Regions from separate parts of the Anser cygnoides genome. Here region 1 is linked to region 2. A link is a contact called in public Hi-C data. All regions are on one chromosome and are shown on one strand. The core of a region is the stretch at or near the end of the contact, and the rest is flanking DNA. Distances in the headings are between cores, read along the strand shown. Region 1 has its middle 17 kb from the start of MDH1. Region 2 overlaps VPS54 (VPS54 subunit of GARP complex).

Region 1 (5,704 bases), core at 861-3,360, 59 kb before region 2:
ATTCTTCAGTTAGCAAGGAGGGTACTTTCAGTAAACACAGAGTTCCTGGGTAGCAAGGAATCTCACTTCCACTTTATTAGCTTAGTTACTTCCCCGAGAGAACAAAAGTTAGGGCTCCAAGCAGCAACTCCAAGATGAGGACGCATAAATCTTCCTTGAGAATCGAACCCAGGGGAAATCAAGATTTGAATTGCAAAACCCACTCCTGGAAGGTTTCTAGATAGAGCAGCTAAGAACATCAGGGCTGCTGGCTGAGCTCATGCATCAGCAGAAAGGCTCCCAGGGAGGAGAGGAAGCTGTTCTGCATGACTGGCATGCTTTGTCGTGGAGTCCCTGGATGTTTGGCATGAGAAGAACCTGGAAAACCCTGCGGATCCCAAATCCTCCCTCCGTGCTATTGAAAGCTTATCAAGACAGTTCTGCAAAGCTGATCTTCGTGTGTGCTTTCTTGACAGTTTTCCATTCCCAGCAAGAATTCTTTGAGAGAAGAAATAAAGCTGTTCCCCAGTGAACAAAAAAATTGATTTTCAGTTTTTCTTGCATTGTTGTTTTTCTCCTCTTGCTATTTTTTACAGTGACTGCAGGTGAAGCTAGAAACTCTATCTCATATAAACAAATCTAAACATTATGCTGATGCTTGCCGTAAAGATTCACACTTTGGGCTTATAAATAAGGCATCATGTCACAGTAAATCAACGTGATTTGAATCTCGCATTGCATAAGGTAAGGCAAAAGAACTCTGGCAAGTAAAACAGACACAGCATGCTCTCAAAGTACCTAACTTTACAAAAATTAGGACAATTCTACTGAAAAGAGTTTATTAGCAACATTTTTTCCCCTTGCTGCTCATGTTTTTGTTTGGTTTGTTTGCTTCAATAGAGACATTTTACATTTGAAATAGCAAATCCCAAAGTATGACTGCTGCTCAGACGAAAGGAAAGTGGAACTTCTGTAAATATAACTATTTGCAGCTCGAAATGCAAATAACTATTTTGTGTTAAATACCCACTTCAGTTGAAAAACATTCTGACAGTTTTGAAGCGTCAGCTTTGCGGAGGAGCATGGCAAATGGTACATGCAGCATCTAGTCCATGATCACATCGTGTGTTCCCTTCGCATGATGATGGCCAAACCTCACCTCTTTGGCTGTGTAGATTGTTTGGTCCAGAAAGGCAAAGAGCACAGTAAGGTGGGGAAAGAATGAGGCTTGATCAGCAACAAGGAGGGCGTAGAAGAGAATTTAAACTCTCAAAGGTTTTATCTAAGTTGAAAAGAAATGTCCAAGAGGCAAAGTTAAATTTATCTCTGACATTAAAGGGAAAATTGACTCCAAAATAAACGTAGGCCACGTCCGGGCACAGCCACGTTATGCACATATCCCCCAGGCACATGGGGATGTCCGTCAGGACAAGGATGAAGAAGGGCAGCACACATTAGGTGATTGAAAATATATAGGTCTACTGGGGTGAAAACCAGGAAAAATAGCTTAGTAGGAAGTAAAAGGTAAGATTCTTCCAAGTTTCTACTTTCTAGATCAGCAGGTGGTCCTCTCAGGGACATACGCTTCTTCTATTGATTTCCCTGTACCTCAGGTGAGGGCCCCAGAAGGGGAGCACATCTCTGGATTGGTAGCTGCTCTCCAGCTTTGTAAAGAAGTGGAAGCTGCAGCAGGAGGAGAGTGGTCACCAGCTTTGCAGCCCAGCTGGAAGCCTGAGTCCCAGGAGGATGTGCAGGAGGTCAGTGGAGGACAGCTTGCAGTTCAAGCTGTAACAGGGGTCAGGGAGCCTCCAGAGGGGTGCTGCTTCTGGTTACACCGTGTCATTGCGACAGGACAGGAAAAGATAAGGAGTGCGGGTCTAGGCGATTTCAAGAGGTGATTTTACTGCATCCAAATTTTGCCATTGTGCCTTTCACGTGCTTCATGACTAAAAAAAGGGCAGGTTGTTTCCCAAAATAGCCTAAACTAACAGACTTGCCACCGCACAGCTGTTTGCAGACTCAGAGTTCAAGAGCAGCGGGGTTGGGCACGAGCTTCCAGCATGGATTCGTTATCAGCTAGAGGAGAAAAAATAAATTTGGCAGCTGACTTAGGAGCACGCTGGGTATGTTACACAGCGCTCTGGTGCTACTCTGGCTGGGTGCGTCATAGCATCCAGCTTTTGGGATGATTTTCTAATTCAGAATTGTCATTCCTTATTGACAGGAGGGTCCTTCTTTATCCCCTCTTTCTGGTGCTCTCTCCCCATCGGCACTGGCCGTCAGTCACAATGCATCTTAAGCATTTTGCCTGGTGAGAAGCACAACTCCACAGGCTGCGGGTGGTTGTGCAGGTGGTTCCTAAGCAGGAAAACCTTGGAGAAAGGGGGACCGTGGAGTGGCTGCTTCTGCTCTCAGCTGGTCTGGCATGGTCCCTGCCCTCCTCACTTCGATATTATCAGTGACTGCTCTGGAGAAGGGCAGTGTATGTGTCCCTGATATGATTTTACTCTAAAAACAATTTGTGATTAAGCAATCTGGTATTTATGCCAGGATAGAGTTGAGGAAAGCAATTTTAACATGGATTTTTGAGCTGCATGGGAGACAGTGCTTCTAGCTCTGCTTCATGGGTCAGACAGAAGCAGAGACAGCTTCTGGAGCTTGTTTAGATGCACGTACTCTTCTCACCAACATCATTTTTATGCATGAAGATTCAGGAGATCTCGCCTGCACCGTTCACAGAACAGAAGCAACAACGCTGTTTTGGTAATGAGAGCAAACCTCCAACACAACATCTTTTCCAGGGATGCTCAAATGGCACATCCCTGGAGTGACACCAGACTTCTGGAGCAAATGCTCTTATCCCAGAAGGTTGTGTCAGCCAGTTGTGACTCCTTGTTCCACAACCCCTCTGGCCAGGGCTGCTCCTCTTGTCTAGTTAGTCTTGGGACCTGGGTATGCTGAAGACTGGGCATTAAGCTTTTTGGCAGTAGTGTTTTTCAACACCAAGGCAGCCTTGAATCCAAAAAACTAAATAAACGGGTAAATAAATACATGAAAAAAAATCAGATTTTTATGGAGCCTCCAGGTGGAGCTAGTAGAGAGGGAGTTACACTGGGAGGACTTTTCCCCCTCAATCCATGAGCCTGAAGAATTCAAATACTTGACCAAGAAAAAATAAAAAGGCAGATCTTCTTCCACTTCTGCAGTTCCAGGTCTGGAGCAGCCAGGAAACACTCAGCAGGAGAGGTGAGGTATCTGCTACCCCGTGTCCCCACTATGAAGAGGCCCGTGCCAAGTCCACACTGGCTGGACACCTACCTCCAGCCACGGGAGGACAAGTCTGCATGAGGTGCAGATTCCCTTGGGCAAGAAGAATAAAACTCAGACACACTTTGTGACAGACAAATTGTGTGTGTGCATGAGTGTGTGTGTGTGTGTTACTCGTACTGGTGACCCTCCCTTCCATTCCCAAGCAGGAATAGTACTTGAGATTAGGTTATAAATTCAGGAAATGATTTCTGCTCCTGGCTCTGCAGGAGATATCCTCTCCACCAGCAGCCAGATAACCTGTCTTTGCCCCTCAGTTCCTTTTCCCAAACCAAGATGATAACATGGGGTGAACAGTATCTAAAAGTTAGCTGATATTTGCAAAATGAGCTGAAATCCTCAGCTGCAGGATGTTATTAAGGGTGTTGTCAGTTTCCTTCCAAAGACTTTGGAGGAGACAGGGTGACTGTGCACCAGGTAACACTGACATAAGAGCTATACAGAGAGAAAAAAATATGGAGAAGTTAAATACAGGTGAAGATGGTGAAGATGGCTAAGTTACTTTTTCAGGCTTTTAAGGAAAAAAATAATTAATAATAATTATTATTATTATTAATAATAATAATAATAATAAAGTGCCTCCCTGTAGCAGCAGGAGGAGAGGGCCCATGTGAAAAGCTCATCTCAGAAACGGCCATGGTCCACCTCTGCAGGGCTGGGTCCTGGTGATATTGCTGCACTGAAATATCCAGAGGATGGGGGGAGGCACCTGGTGTGTTTCCAACCGTTCCCATTGCTCTCTGTGCAGCCGCAGGAGATGAGGTTGGCTTTTTTGGAAAGTGATTCATCTGTGTTTTGCACAAATAGAGAAATAATGAATACAGGCTCCACATAAGCAATGCTGCTGTCTAGCACTATCCATCACTGCAAAACTGGGCATGGGATAAATTAAGTTTCTCTTGAGCGCTCAGTCTGATAACAGTAAAATCCAAGCAAACATTTCATTTGCAGCAGCTGCTACAAAGCAATTCCCCCGAGTGCCGGGTGCTCCCCATAACCGAACCCCCCGCAGCACCATTGCTGGGCTGGTGGCAGGGGGCACACCTCTCCACCTGAAAATTTGGGGATTTCAGCTCAGCCAATTATTGTTCCCTTAGGAAGGCTTCTGTCACATATGCATTCTACAGTTATTCTGATTTAAATTCCATATTCGATGCCCATGCAAAATGCATCTAAAATTTATGTAACCCACCCAAAATCCACGTGAATATTTCAAAATAAAGATTAGGATCATATTCTGGCAGATCATCACAAGCTTTCTGAAGCGTGAAGAGCTCTGTAGCAGTATTTCTGAATTCATGCATGCGACTTTCATCGCTTTTATAAATTTGTTTGTCATTATAAAAATACGATTGTATATTGTCACATTGCTTGTCAGCAGCCAGTTGTTCACTAAAGTGTGTAATAATGGCATGCTTGCTTCTACCTCTGTTTCTTTATCTCTGTCCAGCACAGCCTAAGCGGACATCTCCCTGGCACTGCTGGAGTTTGGAGGTATGCCGGGAAGAGGATATTGTACTTCTGCACAGCAAAACCGACATTGCCTTCTGCTCTGCTTCAACACCGGACACATACAACAAAAAGTGCACAGTCTCTAAAATACCATCCCTTCCTCTGTCACCTTTATATCCTTCTCTTTCGTGGTGGAGAGAAGGAAAGAGACCTATGTCATCATCTAGGCACACGTGCCCTTTGCTGGAGGCAAGGCATGTGGCTTTGCCATCGCTGGGCTCCTGCATTAGTGGGGAGTGTCTAGGAAAGCCTGGTGGACTAAGCTGTGCCAGCTCACGATCTTATCCCCCTGTTTTTGTCAATTTTCTGCTTGTGTTGGAGCTCCTACCCATCTTGAAGCTGTAACAACACTCATGTTGTCCTGGAAGAGCAGACCTCAGTATCCTCCCTGCAAAACATGTTCTTCTTCTTCAAAGATTTACAGGAGGCAATAGTCCCTCTTTAGCTGCCTAGGCTTACCTGTCAGAGCTCGGGGTGTGTAACCATTGCTGAGTAATCACCTGCTTCTTTCTTCTTCCCACTCCAGCTCTGGGACTGTCTGCCAGCAACGCTGCAGAGGTTGTGTGGCAAAAATAAAATGTGGGAAAGGACAAATGGACACACATGCATGTATGTGCAAGTATCTGGGCATCAGATGGCAGCATCCAAACCCGATTGCCATTGTGAGCCTTGTTTGAGGGAGCTGGTTTGTGGTTGTCTGAATGAATGTTTTAACTGCAACTGTAGTGTGCAACATTTCCCTGATTTTCTAGTCTGCACCATTTTGTTATAAATCAGAAATACCTACTTACCTGCAAGACTCTTTGTAAGTGGTAAAGTTCATGTATTTTGATCATGTTCAGGATCTCTGCTTAGGAAAACAGAAAATTTTACACAAGGAGTCACT
Region 2 (5,547 bases), core at 578-3,077:
TCCTAAACACCAGAGCATCCGTGCCAGCCAATGTCCATTACTGATGATGAAGTAAATCAACAATTTTTTGGGGGTGAAGATGAATGACACCCATGCGGCAAGTGTTAAGACAAAATAAATTCCCAAGTACTGCACAGAACTTTCCGTATACACGGTTTAAAGACATTCAAACGACTCCCGATGAGGAAAGTTTAAGACTTCATTTGAAACATCTAGGCTGTATACAGTGAGACCTCCAACTGCAATTTAGAGTGTGTATAATTATTTCTTAAATCATTACCTTGGATAATAGTTTGTCAAACAAGCTATCCATTATGGCAACAAGCTTTGCTGAAATTTCAGCTATGTGGTCGTGATAATCCTGTAATGAAAGAAAGCAGGTTTTATTTATTATCTAATGACATTCATGTTTTTCAGAGCACAACTGAAAAGCAGAACTTCCCGTTTAATTAGGAAATGCCAAAAGAATTACCTTTGTTATGTGGTCAAAATGCCTGAGCATGCTAAACTGCTTCGGCTGCAGTCGAGCTTCGAAATGAGCCCTGATAATAGGAATGTAGTGTACGATTAGCTGTAGGCAGCGTGAAGAAAGGGCTGTAAATCCAGAAGTGAGACAGGAAAAGAAAAACAACAATTATTACACAAGAAGAGTCATTTGGTACAGACTGTGTCTCCTGTAACATGAATGAGATAGACCTAATGCAATTTAATATGCTTTAAAACAAACAAACAAGGTAACAAGGTAGGAGGTAAGCACTTTTTTCCACTGAAGACCCCACCCAGTGGAGACGCCAGACGAGTACCTGGCCATTCACACCCAGATTCTGTAAGATACAGGATAAGGGACTAATTTTACAAGAGGCTTTAAGTGTCTGCTTGACATTTTGAGCCCTGAGCACATGCAGACATCAGAGAGACCTCACAAGACCTGACTCATCAGCTACCTAACCTCGGCAGCCACATTCTCAAGGCACCAACATTTCTCCCCCGACAGATGTACACAAACACGCTGCCCTGCCAGTGCCAAGCTGCCCAGAGCCAGCTCCTGCCTGTGGTGCCGGCAGGACTCCCAAACCCGAGCTTCTCCTGAGCCAGCAGCAGGACACGTGGTGGTGCCCGCTTGATCGCCAAGCCTTCTGGAGCAAAGTCCTGAATGCAGCTTCTCTCTGCTCGCTTGTGTCTGCTGCAACACCATGGCCAGAAGCCTCTCAGACCACTCTCAAGCTAATTTCTCTTTAAAAATTAAATGCAGTTTGGTAATCAGTACACCCTGAAACATGGGAACTGGAAGCTCAAACACCTGCTTTAACCCACCACCAAAGGCTCTTAATTTCAGTTTAAAACTGGGGGGTCTGAAGTACCACGTCAGGCTGTTCTGCAGCATGGAAGCGTACACCTAGTTCTCCCTGAAAAGGGCAGATAAAGCAGTCCAGGCAGGAAACTCTGCACTGTCAATTCAGCTAAATAGCTGCACACTTCAAATGAGAAATTCTAAAGCCCAAAGCAGAGTTTGGATTCAGCACACAGACACAGAGCCCTAATTTACCTGACTGCACTGAGACATTCGACCACATAAAGACTAACTGTTTGATTCAGAGCCACCCACAGAAATCATTCTGCACATTACTGACATGCGGTTATAACCCACAGGAGCTGCATTTGGACACTGCGTTACAAAACACAGCACCACAGGGCAGATGGGACAGCACAGCTCAGCAAAACACATGGGGAGACTGGCGTTTGGCTGGATTCCTCTACCTACATACCTCCCGTCTCAAGACTGAAACACTGAGCAGCTCCCAAGCATGCCAAAGTCACCACTGAAAAAGTAACTACGCCTTCCCACAGGCAAAACATTTTCATGGAAAAACTTACTAACCTGTTTATTTCCTTCTCACAACAGAGCAAAGCTTTGTATTTGCAAAGTAATGTGGTAGACAGCAAAGGAATTTGATGGATTTTAGTGCACCCCTTGAACAGACAACTCATTAGCCTTTATATGTGTTTTACCTTTTAACAAGGAAGGTTTTATCACTGTGCTCTACACACAGCACCGCAACACAAGCACAGCTTATCCTAAATGTTCAGTGGTTGTTTTGTTTGTTTGTTTTTTAAACAGACAGGAATACAAGATCTGACACTTCAAATACAGAAATCCATACCTAGATTTTTTGTAGTGATGGTTTTCAAGCCAACAACTTGCAACGCGCCAGCTCCAAGCACCAGTTGGCAGCTTCTAGAGTTGAAATACTACAAGACAAAAAAAAAAAGAAAGATAATGAAAAGGTATGCTGACTCTGTAAGAAGAACACATAACCACAGTTTAGAAATACTATCATTAGAATTGTGCAAGGTTAAACAGATAATTACAAAATAAACAAAGCCACTACCAGGGTTTCACATACTCATACTACAGAGGAGTCCATGACTATTAACTAGTAAGACAAAAGGAACTTTTTTTTTTTAAGCCAATTTCAGTAGTCACTGGCCTGTAGTATTTTTTTTGACTCAGCTTAGGCTAAAGCACTCAAGGCAGCGCTTCATGAAATGGAAGTAGAAATACTGTTATTAAAAATACAGTTAGCTAGTCAGTGATTTCAATTCGGGGACTAATTTCTGCTTTTGTATGAGACCTTTGGGTGAGGTTTCTCTGAGTCTAGAAATAGAGTATTAAGTCAGAGGTGCTGCAGACTAGCTAAATTCAGCCTTACTTTGAAGGCACCACACTAGCAGCTTTGTACTAGAAATCTAAAAAAAAATGTTCTTCTCAAACCAGGGCCCTGAACGAAGTGAAGGGTAAAGATCTCACTAGTTTTGCTAAGTAGAGTGGAGGGAGTAAAAGTGTAATACCAGAACGGAAAATATCAAAAGGACTTGTTTCTAACTTTGGCTCCAGACTTTTCACACTGTTCACGTTACAGGAAGCTTGAAAAGAAACAAACTCACTGCTGCTGAAGTAGCCGAATTTGTGTTTCTAACACTACAGAGTGCTGAGATCTAGGAAATGATGCACAGAAGTCTTGAAACAACATCAAAAAACAATGCTACAAGAATTCCAGGTATAATGGATGACTTTTGACTTGATCTTCCTAACTTAGCTCCAACAGAAAGTAGTAATTAAATGCACACAGGCCAACGAGGTCTCTGGAAGAGTATGACAGTTCCTCTTAGCACATTCTGTCTTATTTTGGAATTCTGCTCTACCACTCGGCTCAAGACCCAAAATACCCTAGGCCAGGCTGGGTGAGGCAGTAGCGATGAAGGAACTGTTGCTGCTGTTCCTGACCCCTGCTCTGAATGGACAGCAGGAATTCCAGGGCTCGTGTTTGAGTGGAACTGTGACACTGGGGTGGAAATCAGGAGGTTAAACCTAAAGAGTTGGCACCTTTTCTTGTACTATTTTCACGCTATTGCCTGAAACTAGTCACCAAACTCAGGACCGCAGGGGATGTACTGTGAGCAGCAGATGTGCACCTGCTCTGGGCTGCCAGAGTAGCGAGTCGAGGGCAAGAAAAGCAACCCAGACCTAGTGCTCCCAACTGAACCTGAGCTACACGTGGTCCCTGAGCTGACAAGGGGCATAATCTACTCTGCTCTCAGTCAGAAGTCAGGATCTGAAACTGTCTGACATTCATTTCATCCCCTCCTCCTGAAAAGCAAGGCCTTTTCTTATGCCTCCTGGTGGACTTTAGAAGCAGATCCACTGAGCCAAAGACAGACATCCTACACAGTCTAAGCTCCTCTGAGGTATTCAGCTTAGGTTAGCACCAGCTCATCAACTGTGTGGCAGACCATTAGAAGCATGTTCTATAAAGGATGACAGACACTTGCACTCTCCCCCTGCCTTTCAGGGATATTGCTAACTTACCGGATGGCCTGTTGCAGACAAAGCAGCAAGGAAGTAGCGTGTCTGAAACATCAGAAGAGCAATACCCCCTCCTTGTGTCTGCTTGGAGGAAAGCATTTCCACCTTCTGGCACCATGGCTGCAAACCTTCTCTTGTCCGCGCCAGGTAAACTCCAGTAACAATGACTGTGTTTTTGATCAAACACAGGTGTCGTTTCACTCAGGTTACAGCCACAGCTCAGATTTCATCATCTGGGAACCACTTCACAGCTTCCAATCACAATACAAACTAGCTCGTTACATTTGTCATGCAATTATCACATAAAAAGTACAGTGACTTGCAAGGACACCTTTAAGGAACTCTATTTTGTCCAAAGCATAAAAAATGCACTTTTGTTTTGGTTCTTGTCATCTTTCTGATGGTCAGCTCACTGCCAGAGATAGGAGCTACAACAATTAAACTGCACATGCTATTTGGGTACCAAGGAATAAAACATGACTAATTTATGTAGAGCTCTAACAAGATATAGTAGGGAGAAGGAAGTAACACAGAGATGCAAATCTGGCCAAGTCTGAGGCAGCTGCTGCTGTTCTGCCTGCCTGCAAAAAGGTGCTGCAAGTTCTGTGTGAAGCAGCAGCTTGAGAACAAGGTGGAAAGAGAGGGATCCCAGTCCCAAACTAGCTTGATCCTCCTTGGATGGTACTTAGGGGAAGGTTTGTGGACGAAGCTGAATGATGACTGTAGGAAGGAGTGCTCCTGTGTCTGGATATTCAGGTAAGAGCTACCAGCCAAAAGGAATATTATTTAAAGGTGTCTCTCCCCAGGTATGTTCCCTCCACGGCCCCTTTATGTAAAACCTACTTTTGCAGAGTATAATCTGTTGGTCTTTTATCAGTTATGCTTATGTTCAGAACTCTAAAACCTGGTATAACCTCTGTGGGCAAAGACACAAGCGAAAAACTTGAAATGAATTAACCAATGAGCTTTGGATATATAAAAAAGTTTTTAGGAGCATTCATGTGCTCCTTTTATTCTTGTTTACTTGTATCACCTTGCAGTATCTGCGCTATATCAGCTTTTTCTTCTCTAGAGAGAAACAGATTAATAAAGGGCCTGGTCTTTCATCATCTTTGCATTTTACAACAGCAGCTTCATCCTATACTATTTTTCATGCTTCTACTGACTTGTAGAAATCACAGGAATAGGTTCCTTCCTGAATACAGATACATCTCTGTGACATCTGGAATCAAATCACTTCTTTGTCAGTAGCATTAATCCTACATCCAACCCTGAAGGACAGGCAGCTATGACAAACACTACTAGATGGGATTTCAAACATCCCAGGTGACCAAGAGGAAGGACGGCCTTCCTGACACAAGAAATTGCATCTTCAATGCCTTTAGCTTAAAAACCAATCTTACAACACAAAACAAATGCAATCATTTCTAGATAATTTGTATCATCTATATCAAGTCATAAAAGCATGTGAAACATTAGAGTAAGACACGTTTGCTGCCCTGAATACCCCGGACAAGTACAGACTGTACATTTGGAGTCATACCTTCAGTAAATCAGACAGGCGGGTAAGCATGTCAGTGGTGATGGAAGGAATGTTATCCACACACTGGCAGTACTCAAGGATTATTCTTATTAACAGCAATACTGTCCTGCAAGAGAGGAAACAGCCAAATATGTTATCT

The links. A called contact is a pair of places that touch in the nucleus more often than the background predicts.
Region 1: a contact with region 2 is called in a Hi-C map of liver, with 2.0 times the contacts expected there. The contact joins two enhancer-like sites. A contact is called at or near these places in 5 of 7 Hi-C or Micro-C datasets (fetal liver, granulosa cells and liver).

The regions. Positions count from the first base shown.
Region 1 is chr3:12,561,002-12,566,705 of Taihu_goose_T2T_genome, reverse strand. No RefSeq gene overlaps it. Among named protein-coding and RNA genes, the nearest start is that of MDH1, 17 kb to the left of the region's middle. Within about 2 kb of position 2,110, at least 3 of the 3 cell types and tissues checked have open chromatin away from gene starts, as enhancers often do. A contact at or near this core is called in liver, where this site is marked.
Region 2 is chr3:12,501,746-12,507,292 of Taihu_goose_T2T_genome, reverse strand. VPS54 (VPS54 subunit of GARP complex) reads right to left here. Exons shown (of 25, transcript XM_048048358.2): 19 at 5,409-5,514; 20 at 2,163-2,250; 21 at 473-594; 22 at 281-361. Among named protein-coding and RNA genes, the nearest start is that of UGP2, 36 kb to the left of the region's middle. Within about 2 kb of position 1,827, at least 1 of the 3 cell types and tissues checked has open chromatin away from gene starts, as enhancers often do. A contact at or near this core is called in liver, where this site is marked.